Linked DNA regions of Mus musculus: all the other regions are linked to region 1. Evidence: chromatin contacts called from public Hi-C and HiChIP or PLAC-seq data. All regions are on one chromosome and are shown on one strand. The core of a region is the stretch at or near the end of the contact, and the rest is flanking DNA. Distances in the headings are between cores, read along the strand shown.

Region 1 (3,897 bases), core at 563-3,062:
AACCCTGTAACGCTTTTCTTTTCCTTCTTCCTGCCTACCTCCTTACTTCTCAAGCCTTGCTATTCTCTACACGTAGGAACTTGAAACCTAAGAGTATGGGAAAGCAACAGCGTAATAGCAGTGGTGCCAAGACCCGGGGATGCTGCCAAGCTTTTCCCCAGGCTCCATATGCAGTGGCTCAACTACTCAGAGGCTGGCCTTCGGTTTAAACCCATGGAGCCTCATGAACTTGGTATTTCTTTTTGCCTCTGCCCGATTGCTTCAACCTCTTTAATTAAACAACCTCCTCCAAAACCTGTGAACCATTCAGATCTAGCCCATTCTCCAAGTCTATCTTTTTCAGGAAGTTTCCCAGGACCATTTTAACCCACAGATTATCACCCCACCCACCTACCCAAACTGGCAACTTACATACCAGAAAACAGAATCACCATGCATATTTACACCAGCAAGTAAATGCTGCGCATTTGATCTTTCAAAGCCAAGAATGGCGTCTTGGGGTTTTTGAGAGCCCCTCCCCGCACCCCCAACCGTCTTTGAAACCCCCTACTGAGCGTGTTCATCTTCCTGAATAGTGACTCAATCAGTGAATTGTTTGGGCTAAGGCATGCCAAGATAAAAGCATGTTGAAATGAAAAGGGCTCAATGGATGGGGAAAAAAGAAGTACTAGGTGTCAAATGGGGGAAAATTATAGAACAAAGGTGTTCGACTAACATCTGTTTTATTTGCCATGGGGTTGAAAACAGATATAGGGGAGGGAATGTCAACTGGAAAATGAAGAAAAAACATATTTCAGTTTGAGGGGGATGATAGCAAGAGAAACATGAAGCCCGGAGGAATTTTGAGTCAATTCTGCTAGAACCAACAGGTAGGCCAATTGTGTGAGTAAAGGGGGTTACGGGGATGGCATGGCTAGAGATACAATCATGTAGGTAAGGGAATTAATAGGCCATATGACGGGGGCACGAGGGGATAAAATGGTCGCCAGTAAGTTAGCTGACTGAGTGGGTGGCAGGTAGGTCGGTGAATGGTTAGGTGTTTAGTCTGGAAGGAACAGGTGTGGGGCATTTCATTTAAAAATCTAACCCCTCCCTCACCTTGACCCGGAAGCGGATGAGTGCTAGCCTCACGCAGTGGCTCAGACAGGCAGGTGGCAGGAACCAGGCCCGCGGTGGAGGGGTGCCCTTGTTGCCCACGTGTCCCACGATCAGTTGCGCAGTCTGCCGCTCCGCCTGGCACCGACGGCCCCACTCGGCCAGTCGGTCCTTCCCCAGGCCCCCAGGGAACATGACCACCAGCTCCAGGCCGTCTCCGCCCGGATAGGCACAAGCCTGGCACAGCGCTGACAAGTAGCCCAGCATGGCATTCCACTGGCCGCCACAAACCCAATCCGTCTGGTAGCCACCATAGAGCCGCGGCAGCGCCGAGCCCGCGTCTACCAATACCCGAGCCCCAGGCAGCGGAGGGGGCGGCGGCGGATGCAGCCCTGGCGGCGCTTGGCCATGGTGGTGGAAATGGTGAGCAGGGTGATGGTGCCGAGACGGCCCCGCGCCCCCGGAGTAAGCACCAAAGGCAGCGGGCGGGAGCGGCGGCGGCGGCAGAGGAGCAGAGCCCCTGGTGATGCGTGGAGCCCCTGGCGCTAGGGCTGCTGGCGGCAGCTGGCGGTGCAGGTGCTGCTGCTGCTGCTGGCGCGAGACGGTGCGCGCGAGTTTGAGGAGGTCCACAGGCACCACAGCCCCGGGACAGCGCTTCTCCAGGAACTCTTGGAAGCCCTGGACGCCCATGCTTCCTCCGTGGGTAGAAGGAACAGCGGCTGCGCAAGCGGGCCAGTCGGCGATCCCCGCGCGAAGCTGGAGGCGGGCGCGTGCGCACTCCGCGGGGGGTAGGGGCGAGGGGGGCGGAGAGAGGGTTTGAGAACGGGAGGGGCGAGGGAACGTGGGCGGGGAGGGGAGGAGACCACAGACTGGGTGCGGGTGGAGAGCAGAGGTGAGGCTGACCAGACTCAGAAGAGGCTGGGAAGATAAAAGCGATGACAAAGTCGTAGTCACTCCTCTTTTCCCGTTCCCCTCCGCTGCTCTTCTTCACTGCTTCAAAGGGGGTGAAGCCTCTGCCTTCCACCTCCGGGAGCCATGTTGCCTCGTCTTCTCTGTGATACTCGCTTTCTAGCTGGGGGAGGGGTACAGGGGCGGGGCGGATGAGCATCCTGGGAGTTGTAGTCTTTTCCCGGATGGCCTCAGGATGCAGTCTTAGAACCAGAGGATCACACCTGTCAGGCCTTGATGCTCATAGTGTCAGAAGAAGCGGGCCAAGAAAATGTGTGTATAGGATTTGTACCAGAACTCCTAGTATCCAACCGAGTTGCCTCAGGATATTATACCACCATGCCCAGGGAAAGAAATGGAGATGATGCATCATGGGAAAGGAAGTACTGTGGATTAGTAGAATTTGGCTAAAGTGAGCTAAAGTTCCCTGAAAGGGAGAAATTTCCCTTCCATTGAAAAGATGATATGCACAACTTTTAACGAAAGGAGAAGAACACATATGATACATAAAAACCGCTAACATCTACTGTCATACTTTGAAGAGTTATCCACCTTACAAATGGTAAAACATTTACTTAAGACAATGAATGCATAGACAAAATGAAATTGCCTATAATTTGCCTCAGGATCTCTGGTCAGGGAGATTAAACACCCACTCAAATTCAACTACAACTTGGACCTTATTGGTACTCACTAAGCTATGCCATATGGTTAGGGGATTTTTTTTGTTTTCCAACCTACTAAATGTGTCCATGTGGGAACAATTCAAAATAGCTGCAAAGGTTCTAATTTGATCACAGTCTTTTGAAAAGTACATTTCAGCATGCTTCTCCAATGAAATCCATGTAGAGTCTGTCTTCTGTCAAGTTTTAGGGCCCATTACTTCAGCCAGACTACAGCAGAAAACAAGATCTGCATGCAGAGTAGTTGTATCTATCTGGCTTGGAATTTACAGAACATAAAAGAGCAGAACCCCAGGAATGACATCAGAATGGTTTGATAGGATGAAACCAAAAACAGGTTGCAAATTCCAAACCGGGTTTGTCATAAGAGTAGTAGATCCAGAATAGCAGGGATGGGAGACAACATGAAAGGCAAGGGAGAGGGAGGTGGGGGGTGTATAGGGGACTTTCGGGATAGTATTTGAAATGTAAATGAAGAAAATAGCTAATAAAAATTGTTTTTGAAAAAAAAGGGAAAGGCAATAGCTTGAAGGCATGAAAGATGAAGAGAATAGATGTTTTTAGTAAACTGTGCTTACTAGAGAGTTTGTCCAGCATCCCTTTCCTAAAAATTAGCCTTCTCATTGTTAACTTGATAAGATTACTGCAAAAACTGTTGTCTTAGGCATGATGGTATGTGCCTGCAATCTTAGTACTCAGGAAGTTGACATGGGACAGTCACCTTAAGTTCTAGGCCAGCCTAGGCTACCCAGTGATTTCAAAGAACCAAGGAAGTAAATAAATCCTATCATGTTCACATTTGCTTGTAATGCCATATTTTAACTGAGTGTGTTGGCTTACATCTATAAACCCAGCATTCAGAAGGTCAAGGCAGGAGGATTGCCACAACTTTGAAATTATTATTTTCCAGGTCAGCCTGAGATAAGAACTAAACAAAACAAACAGTAAAGAAAAAAATTAAGTCCCAACAACAACAAAAATAATTGGATCATAAGCCACTTAATGAAACTGTTAGCCACAAGTGAGATACCTTTAGATGAAAACCCTTTATTATTCTACCTTCAAATCATCCTTTCTGGGTCGGTGAGATGGCTCTCTGGTTAAAATGCTTGCTTTGCAAGCATGAGGACCTGGATTCAATTCTCAAAGACCACACCAAAAAGCCAGGCTC
Region 2 (3,897 bases), core at 712-3,211, 390 kb after region 1:
TTTGTGGCAAACCTTACATTTAGATGGGGATTGAGGCTGAAGGATCTAAGTTCAAGACCAGACAAAGGAAAATACATTTGAATATCTTAACATGTTAATGCTGCAAATTATAGTTCCTCTTCCCTTCGCTCTGAGTTTGCTGTTTTTGAAAGCCTTAGTGTTTGTTAGGTGACTTTTCCAAACTAATTTTGTGAACACTGTATTCCTTATGTGTACTCACTGAAGTCTCTCTTTCTTAGTTGGTGTTTTTATAGAGATTTCCTAAACATAAAGAGCCAAAACACACATACACTCCCTCCCCAAAGCCTCCAGCGAACCAACAACCAAATTTACAAAAAATGCCAAAAGTAATAGAGAAAACTTATCTTATTTTTGCAAAAGCTGCTCTGTTTTAGGGTAGTGTTGCCTTAAGAGTCACTCAAGGTGATGGCCCAGTTCTTTTCTGAGCACATTTTCTGAATTCTGCCATTTATGTTTTTCTCTTGAATATTCCAGTTTCTCAAAGAAACCCACCTCAGCTTTGCTCGCAGACTTTAAGTGGTCCAGTTTACATTTTGGCTCAGTCTTTTACTCCAGGCATCTATGCATTCCTAGTTTTTCTCATATTAATTTTGAGGAATTCAATCTCATTTTTTAAATAAAAAATCATTTATTTTTTGAAAATATCATACATGTATATGATGGGGCTTTTCACTTAAAGTTTTTCCTACACTCTATTTTGATCCTTTTTCCTCTCCCCTCCCGAATTCTGAGTGGGGTGAAACAGAGTCCAGTGTCCTCTGTCACTCCTCCAAATCTCAGCAAGTTAGAACACAAGTGAAGGGTAACTTACCCAGCGAGTCTGCTTTTTTCCCTCAGAACCAAATGTCAGGCTTACACATGGGAATTCAGGCTTCTCTTTTCAAGACCACCTATGTACTGGGGACCAAGTAAAGATTCTGATAAGCTTTCCTATTCTGCTGGCTGGTTTGGTGTCAACTTGACACAAGCTAGAGTTACCAGTGAGGAAGGAGCCTCAGTCAAGGAAATGCCTCCATCAGGTCCAGCTGTAAGGCATTTTCTTAATTAGTGATCAATGGGGGGGGGGGGGGAGGGCCCAGCTCATTGTGGATGGTGCCACTCCTGGGCTGGCGGTGCTGGGTTCTATAAGAAAGCTGAGCAAGTTATGGAGAGCAAGGCCAGGAAGGAGTAATCCCTTCATGGCCTCTGCATCAGCTCCTGCCTCCAGGTTCCAGCCCTGTTTGAGCTCCTGTCCTGACTTCCTTCAGTGATGAACAGTGATATGGAGTGTAAGTAAGCCCTTTTCTCCCCAACTTGATTTTCAGTCATGGTGTTTTATCATACCAATAGTAACCATAACTAAGATACCTACCATTTTAAAATTGCCTTTTTAAATTCAACATTTGTTTAGTTGCTGTAAACCCTTTTCTTGGTTCTTAGTGCTTTGACAAGTTGGTTTCTGCTTAGTCTGCAGTGTTTTTATGGAGAAGTAAGACTTTTGAGGTGTCTGTGTATCATTTGGATAATGTACTGCCCCCACCACGGAGTATCTTTTCATATCAATTTGTAAGTATGTAGCATAACCTGTTTTTGTTGTTGTTGTTTGTTTGTTTTTTGAATACAGCATCCAGACTGGCCTCAAACTCGTGATCCTCCTGCACGTTTTAAACCAATGGACACAGAATCCCCGACAGTTCCTGACTCCCGATGGTCTTGGTTTAACAAGCCCTGTAGGTAATTCTGACGCATTACCCTAGGTAGGCCTCCGAGGTTTGTATGCATTTACAGAAATGGGCTTACTGCGGGGAGAGCTACTGCAGGAACTCTTTTTCTTCCCAGCACCCCATTCACCAGATGTTCTCCACTAGCTTCCAAATTGCATCAGCCTAGCGTTAGCCTGCCCTGGTGTTCACACTCAGCTGGCTAGCAGCAAGGAGGGCGGAGCCTCATCTGGATGTCTGGAGGAGGGGGCCACCAGGCTTTGGCAGGGTGGGCAGTCTGTGCTGTAGAGCTGTGGATATTGTTAAGATGGGGCCAAACAAGTAGTTGGCTTGGAGACTGTAGCTTTTTGTGTGTGCCACTGTCTTTTAGAACCTCGAATTTGGAGGATGGCCTTAGTACTAGATTTTCTCCATTTTTTTTTTTCAATTACGGGGAAAAATCAGAGGGGAGGCCCTGGGGCCTATGGCAGTGACGGTCCATCATTGGTCGGTGGCGAGTGCGCATGCGAACCACTGACAAAGACGTCATTGCAGCTGGAGGAGACTGTGTGAGGAAGGTGTGAGAGCGCAACCTGGTGGGGATTTCGTGCCAGCGGTGCAGACCACTGAGAGTCCGCCCAGAAGGACAGAAAGGGAGGAGTCTTGGACGCCAGGAAAAAAGCTGGGGCTGGGCCGGGGAGAGGTGAGCCCGCTGTCCACCCGAAGGCGACCGACCAGGCGAGTCGCCACCAGGGGGTGACCATGCCTGCAAAAGACTCCAAGTGGGCTCCACGCAGTCTGCACCATATGTTTTGAAAGCTTTTTTTTTTAATTTATTTTTTTATCCTACCTTTCTTGCCTCGACATATGAGAGAAAATGGATACTTGGTGGTGGCTTGGCCTTTGTCAGAGCAGCACTCAGTGAAGAACTGATAGAAAACAGACATATGATTAAGACCCTTGACTGAAAGATGAGACTGGCTAAATAAGTCAACAGCTGGAGGATAATTCATAAATGACAATGTTTGGATCTTAATTTTTAACTTCACAGAGAAGAAAATTTAAATGTCCTCCTAGCCAATCCTATGCCCCCACAATTTTTACATTGTTGCAATCAGAGTATACACATAGCCCTGTATCCTTAGTTACAGAATAATAATTTTTCCTTGTTGCTATAGAATCTCCACAGCTTTCATCCCTAAGCAATAGTTGTAGACAGCTGTGCTTAACCCTTTTACTTTTGTTGGATGCGAAGACTGCTTCCCAGTCATTCATCAGAGAAACAAAGGGCCCCACAAGGGATAATTTTGTGTTTAGAATGTTTATTTCTCAGGAGGGGACACAGATAAATGGTCATTGATTCTGAAGCAAAATCTCTGGGAAAAATACCATGAACATTTTTTTTAGGCTTTTGTCGACCCGCTTTCCCAAAAGGGATTATACTAGTTGACATCAGAGGTCAAATCAGAAACTGACTCTGGTGACGCTGGGTCTTGTCTGTCTCCAGGCTGGGTTTAATTTTCCTGCCCTGCTGCTCAGCTCAACTTTATTATTAGTCTTGACCTTTGGGGCAAGGCAAACACACACCAAAGGTTCAGGGACAACTTTAGCAACTGTGACAGCTGACATGAGCCACTGCAGCTCATGTTTCAGGCTTGAGCAAGTGGCTTGGATGAATTTGCTTCGCTGAGAGGGAATCTGAGATGACGAACAGGTTTGGGAGGGAGCAGATGAGATCAGTTTTAAATATGTTTAGTTCTAAGTGCCTTTGGGACATCTAAGGGGAGGTAGCTAGGAGACAGGAGTACATATGGATAAACAACAGCCTGCCCTTCTCTGAACTCCCAGGGCCCCCTGTCTGGATCTCTGTGGCTTATGTTGTCTGTTACCTTGCAGTGTGCCCCAGGAGCTGCTCCTTCAGGCTGGGATAAAGGCCTGCTTTGTGTGTGTGTGTGTGTGTGTGTGTGTGTGTGTGTGTGTGTGTGTGGTGTGTGTGTGTTTTCTTCTCAGGGCCTAGCACAGTACTTTCCAACTTGAAAGCATTGGATGATTCCTGTTGGTGTGGCTCTCACTCGAGAGGAAAAGCTTAGGGAACTTGATTGTGTTCCGGGAAGGCTTCCTGTAAGAGGTGGCATAATGTTACTGTTAATAATTATGACCATTTGTTGTATCATATATACCACATGCCAGTTACTCT
Region 3 (3,897 bases), core at 632-3,131, 300 kb after region 1:
CTGGAAGCTGCTAAAAGCTCACCACCTCCTTCAGTCCCAGTGAAGATAGGGCAGATCCATACACTGTTCTTCCTTCAAGGCTCCCAGACTCAGGCCCACGTGAGAATATCCTAGAGGCTCTGCTAGGCTGCTCAGATACTCAGGACTATGAAAAGGCCCATCGGGGTCTGTGGCCCCAGCCTGACCTAGAGTTGTTCCACCACACTGCAAACCCAAGCAACCATCCTGATGATTTTTCCAAACAATCTCCTGGCCCAGCAGCTCTCCCTTCTGACCTCTCTGTCCTATTCCTTCGTACCAGCAGCGCCTTCAGCCCCTTCCTCCAGGCTCAGCTCCACCTTTCTCTCTCATCAATACCCCCTACCTCTTCCTCCCCTTGTCCTGTGGCCACACACACCTAGCAGAAGCACAATCTAGGATCAGTCCACCATCTCCCTCTCTCTTTTGCTCATACTTTCGGGCTACTGAGTCGTATAAGGGGAAATCACATAAGGAGAAAGCTTGCATTACTCTCCAGCTTCAGTTTGGGGAAGCGGGAAGACCACAGATTTTGGACTCTGATCTGTTTTTAAATCCAGGCACCATAATGACAGTGTGACCTTGGACAAGTTACTTCTCAAAGCCTCAGTCTGCACCCCTAAAAATGTAATTGATGATATCCACTTCACAGATGGCTCCTGAAGCTGAAACAAAAACCCTTGTAAAAGTACCCAGTTCAGTGCCATGCACAAATGTAGTCACTTAGCTAATGGGAGACTTCTTTTCTCCTATTCCAACCACATCCCCATTGCTGCCCTGAAATCCTGCCCCCTTTTCTTGGAGTGCTTCCTCTCCTGTTAGCCTCAACAGTTAGAAGAGAAAGGAGTCTTAAGGCTTGAGGGCGCAAGGGACAGATAAGAGCAAGGGGCAAAGGCTGAAAGGACTGGACCGAATACTGCAGGAGGTGGGGGTAGGGGTTGAGGGGACCCAAGGGGCTAGGGTGAGCATGTCGGCTCCAAGTCCTAGAACAAGAACCCGTTCCCGGTACCAGGCCCGTGGCCCAGGTTCCCATGCTGTCTGGATCACTCACCAGGCCGAGGCTGCGAGCCCTCCAGGTGGTAGGAGAAGCGCAGGGCCCGGTGGTGCTGAGGACTAGGGCCGCAGGGTAAGACCCGGGAGCTTGGAGGCGCTCCCAGGCTGGCATCCGAGGGTCCAACAAACTGAGGATCCAAAGGGCCTCCAAGAGCCGTGCCTGAGCCCCTGCTCACCGGCAGCCCGGGTTCCAAGGCTCCAGGGTCCGAGTCGGCACAGGCCAGCGGAGCGGCACCGGGGGTATTTGCCGCTGAGCGTTCGGGATCCGAAGGCCCAGGGCCCCCCGGGACTCGGTGGCCATGCATGGTCCGGGCCTGGGCGCGGGGCCCGGGCTCCCCGCTTGGCTCCAGTTCCTGGGGCGGAGGCGCGGGCGGAGAAGGCCCGGCGCCCGGCGGAGCAGCGGCCTCAGGCTCGGGGGGCGGGGCTGCGGGCTCAGCCCCACTGCGGAGACTCGAGCCCCCGACCCGGGCTCCGGCCAGCAGCCGTGGCGGCAGCAGCAGCAGCAGCCGCGGCCACCGCCGTTGCCGCGCCAGGCATCGCCAGCCCTGGCCCCAAGCGGGGAGTGGGCTCGGCGGGGCCGGGGGCCCGCTGGGGAGCGCTGTCTATGCGGCTGCGGCTAGGCGAGGGTCGGGGGCTGCGCTAGGCACGAGCTCTCCTAATAGATGACCAGTCACTTCCGTAGCCGGGGGCGAGCGGCCAGCCGGATCCCACCGAGGGGGGTCTCTTTCTCCCGGAATGAGAATCGACCTGGGTTCTCTGGGCTAGTCGGGAAGGGTTCTTCCTCCCGCCGCAGCGGAGGCTGGGGGCGGAGGAGAGGGGAGGGGGAGAGGAGAGGAAGGAGGGAAGAGAGGACGGCCGCGGCCGGGAGGCGCGCGTGTGCGCCGCGCTCTCCGGCTGCGAGGCTTGCCTTCGGGCAGTCCTCCGGAACGATGCTCCAGCCGTGCGGGCGGAGGACCGGGCTGGACCGGGCTTCTCCGCCTTCGTCCTGGGTCTGCACCGCGGCAGGCGGGAAGAGCCCTGGGAACTGGGGGATGGGGAGGCGCGAGCCGTTGCTGAGACAGCCGCAGCCACCGCGGCGCTGAGACCCAGTTATTGGAGCCCCGCCCCCTCGTCGGGATTTGAGCTTGGCCACGCCCCCTCGCTAGGGCCAGTTTCACCTCTAACTGCTAGGAGCTTAAGGCCCTCCTTCTGCTGGCCCTTCAGCTTTCCTTCCCATCCTTCCTTGGTCCCACAGAGGCGAGTCTCTGGGCCCAATTTCCGAAATCGACCCTTCCGTCGCATCTCATGCCTTCTTCCGCTCTCCCATCACACTCTTTCCCAGAAGCCTTTCCACATGTCCCAGAGTTAAGCTAGGCTTGGCACGTAGCGATCCTTTAGTACTTATTTTCTCAGACCAGATCTCATGGCCCTTTACTTTTCCACTCTTTTTGTCGCGGTCCCTTGTTTTGTCCGTTACCCGGCTGGCAGCAACCCAAAACTGAACCAGTCCAACTGTTTGCCTTTTTTTCCATGCTTGTGCCCAGGCAGCTGAACACTACTGGGTAACACTACAATTTTCCACATTTGTGTCATGATAAACCCTCATTTCCCAGCTTCTACAAGTCCCTCAGAACTGACCCGACACCCTACTAGTAGTCAACTTTCTTTTCTGTTTCACCCCCATTGCCTAGATAACTCTCATCCATGGTGGCCATATCAAATCTAGTCTCCCCAAGATCTTGATTTGTGCCCCCAACTCCGTCCCACGGTACTTAGCTGATAAGCCCATGTCCTACTTACATGGAGTGAACAGAAGACGCCAGAAGAAAGGTCTGGAATTCTTAGCAACAGACCTCTGAGTTCGTTCCGAGTCCCTTCGCTCTGGGCTTTAAACAGTCAGGTATCTTCTCCCATCTAAAAAAACAAGCACCAAAAGTTATCTCTCTTCTCTTTTTACAGATGACTCAAGACTTGCTCATAGTCAAGTGTCCCATTTCCTACCTCCCACTTATCTTTAACCCTGCTACAACTCACCTCTACTACTTCTTCCAAGCTATTTTTCTTATCAAGGTCTTCCATAGCTTACGTTACTAAACCGAAAAGAATCTCTTTAGAGGTCATCCTACTTGGACTTGCTAGCATTCAGGTAGCACCAGTGACCTCTCCCTTCTCCTGAAATTGCTTCCCTATGACATATCATGCTTATTTTTCTCCTTTTTCCTTTTCAGTTTCCTCCTCGTCTTAGTAGTGTTCTTGGGAGCTTTGGCCTGAGCTCTGTCTTCCCACGCACTCTCTCTGGTCTTTCCCTCAATATCTCATTTGCTTCTATGGCTTCAATTATTACTTCTTTGATAGTTACTCTAAAATACTTCAAATCAAAACATTTTTCCTGGCCCAGACATTCAGCTGGTTAGAAAACAACATTGTTTGAAAATCCTAGAGAAACCTAGAATCTCTGTTCTTTCCCAACTCAAGAAATCCTCTCTCAATGAGCTGTACCTTACCTAAGTGAAGGATCTTGGTCAAAGTAGAGATCTAAGCTATACCCTGGCTCTTTTCTCTCTCTCTCTCTTCTACACCTCCCCCCCCCATGCAATTGCCAAGTCTTCCTATCATCTACAGGACCATCTCCATCATCTACTTATACAGTCTCATTTCCATTGCCACTCGCTGGTGTAGGCTAGTACAGCTTCTAATCTGCAATACCTTCACAGCTCTCCTGTTTCAGTCTTGTTCTCTGGAATCTATTCTTAACTATTTTTCATTATCATGTATCAAACCCAAAGCCTCAGGCAAGACAGGCAAGTGTTCACTGAGTCCTGGAATCTATTCTCTATATTGTAGGCA

The links. Hi-C and Micro-C count contacts between places; a contact is called where the count stands out from the background. HiChIP or PLAC-seq counts read pairs in DNA pulled down with a chosen protein or histone mark.
Region 2: a contact with region 1 is called in an H3K27ac HiChIP or PLAC-seq map of embryonic stem cells, with 5 times the contacts expected there. The contact joins the enhancer-like site here to the promoter of Fam120c in region 1. A contact is called at or near these places in 3 of 39 promoter capture datasets (the C10 cell line, embryonic stem cells and stem cell-derived epiblast-like cells), 4 of 484 Hi-C or Micro-C datasets (all in embryonic stem cells), 5 of 115 datasets of contacts at active chromatin or transcription factors (embryonic stem cells and stem cell-derived neural progenitor cells) and 1 of 9 other capture datasets (embryonic stem cells).
Region 3: a Hi-C map of uterus shows a contact between it and region 1, with 7 times the contacts expected there. The contact joins the promoter of Fgd1 here to the promoter of Fam120c in region 1. A contact is called at or near these places in 4 of 484 Hi-C or Micro-C datasets (embryonic stem cells and uterus), 2 of 115 datasets of contacts at active chromatin or transcription factors (both in embryonic stem cells) and 2 of 9 other capture datasets (liver and pancreatic islet).

What each region holds. Positions count from the first base shown.
Region 1 is chrX:151,342,138-151,346,034 of GRCm38.p6, reverse strand. Fam120c (family with sequence similarity 120, member C) reads right to left here and starts at 1,812. Exons shown (of 16, transcript NM_198105.2): 1 at 1,099-1,812. The coding sequence starts at 1,785.
Region 2 is chrX:150,955,160-150,959,056 of GRCm38.p6, reverse strand. No RefSeq gene overlaps it. Among named protein-coding and RNA genes, the nearest start is that of Gnl3l, 60 kb to the left of the region's middle. Within about 2 kb of position 1,961, at least 120 of the 459 cell types and tissues checked have an H3K27ac peak or open chromatin away from gene starts, as enhancers often do. A contact at or near this core is called in embryonic stem cells and stem cell-derived epiblast-like cells, where this site is marked.
Region 3 is chrX:151,045,154-151,049,050 of GRCm38.p6, reverse strand. Fgd1 (FYVE, RhoGEF and PH domain containing 1) reads right to left here and starts at 1,881. Exons shown (of 18, transcript NM_008001.4): 1 at 1,070-1,881. The coding sequence starts at 1,376. Gm46690 (a long non-coding RNA gene) reads left to right here and starts at 2,959. Exons shown (of 2, transcript XR_001782846.2): 1 at 2,959-3,897.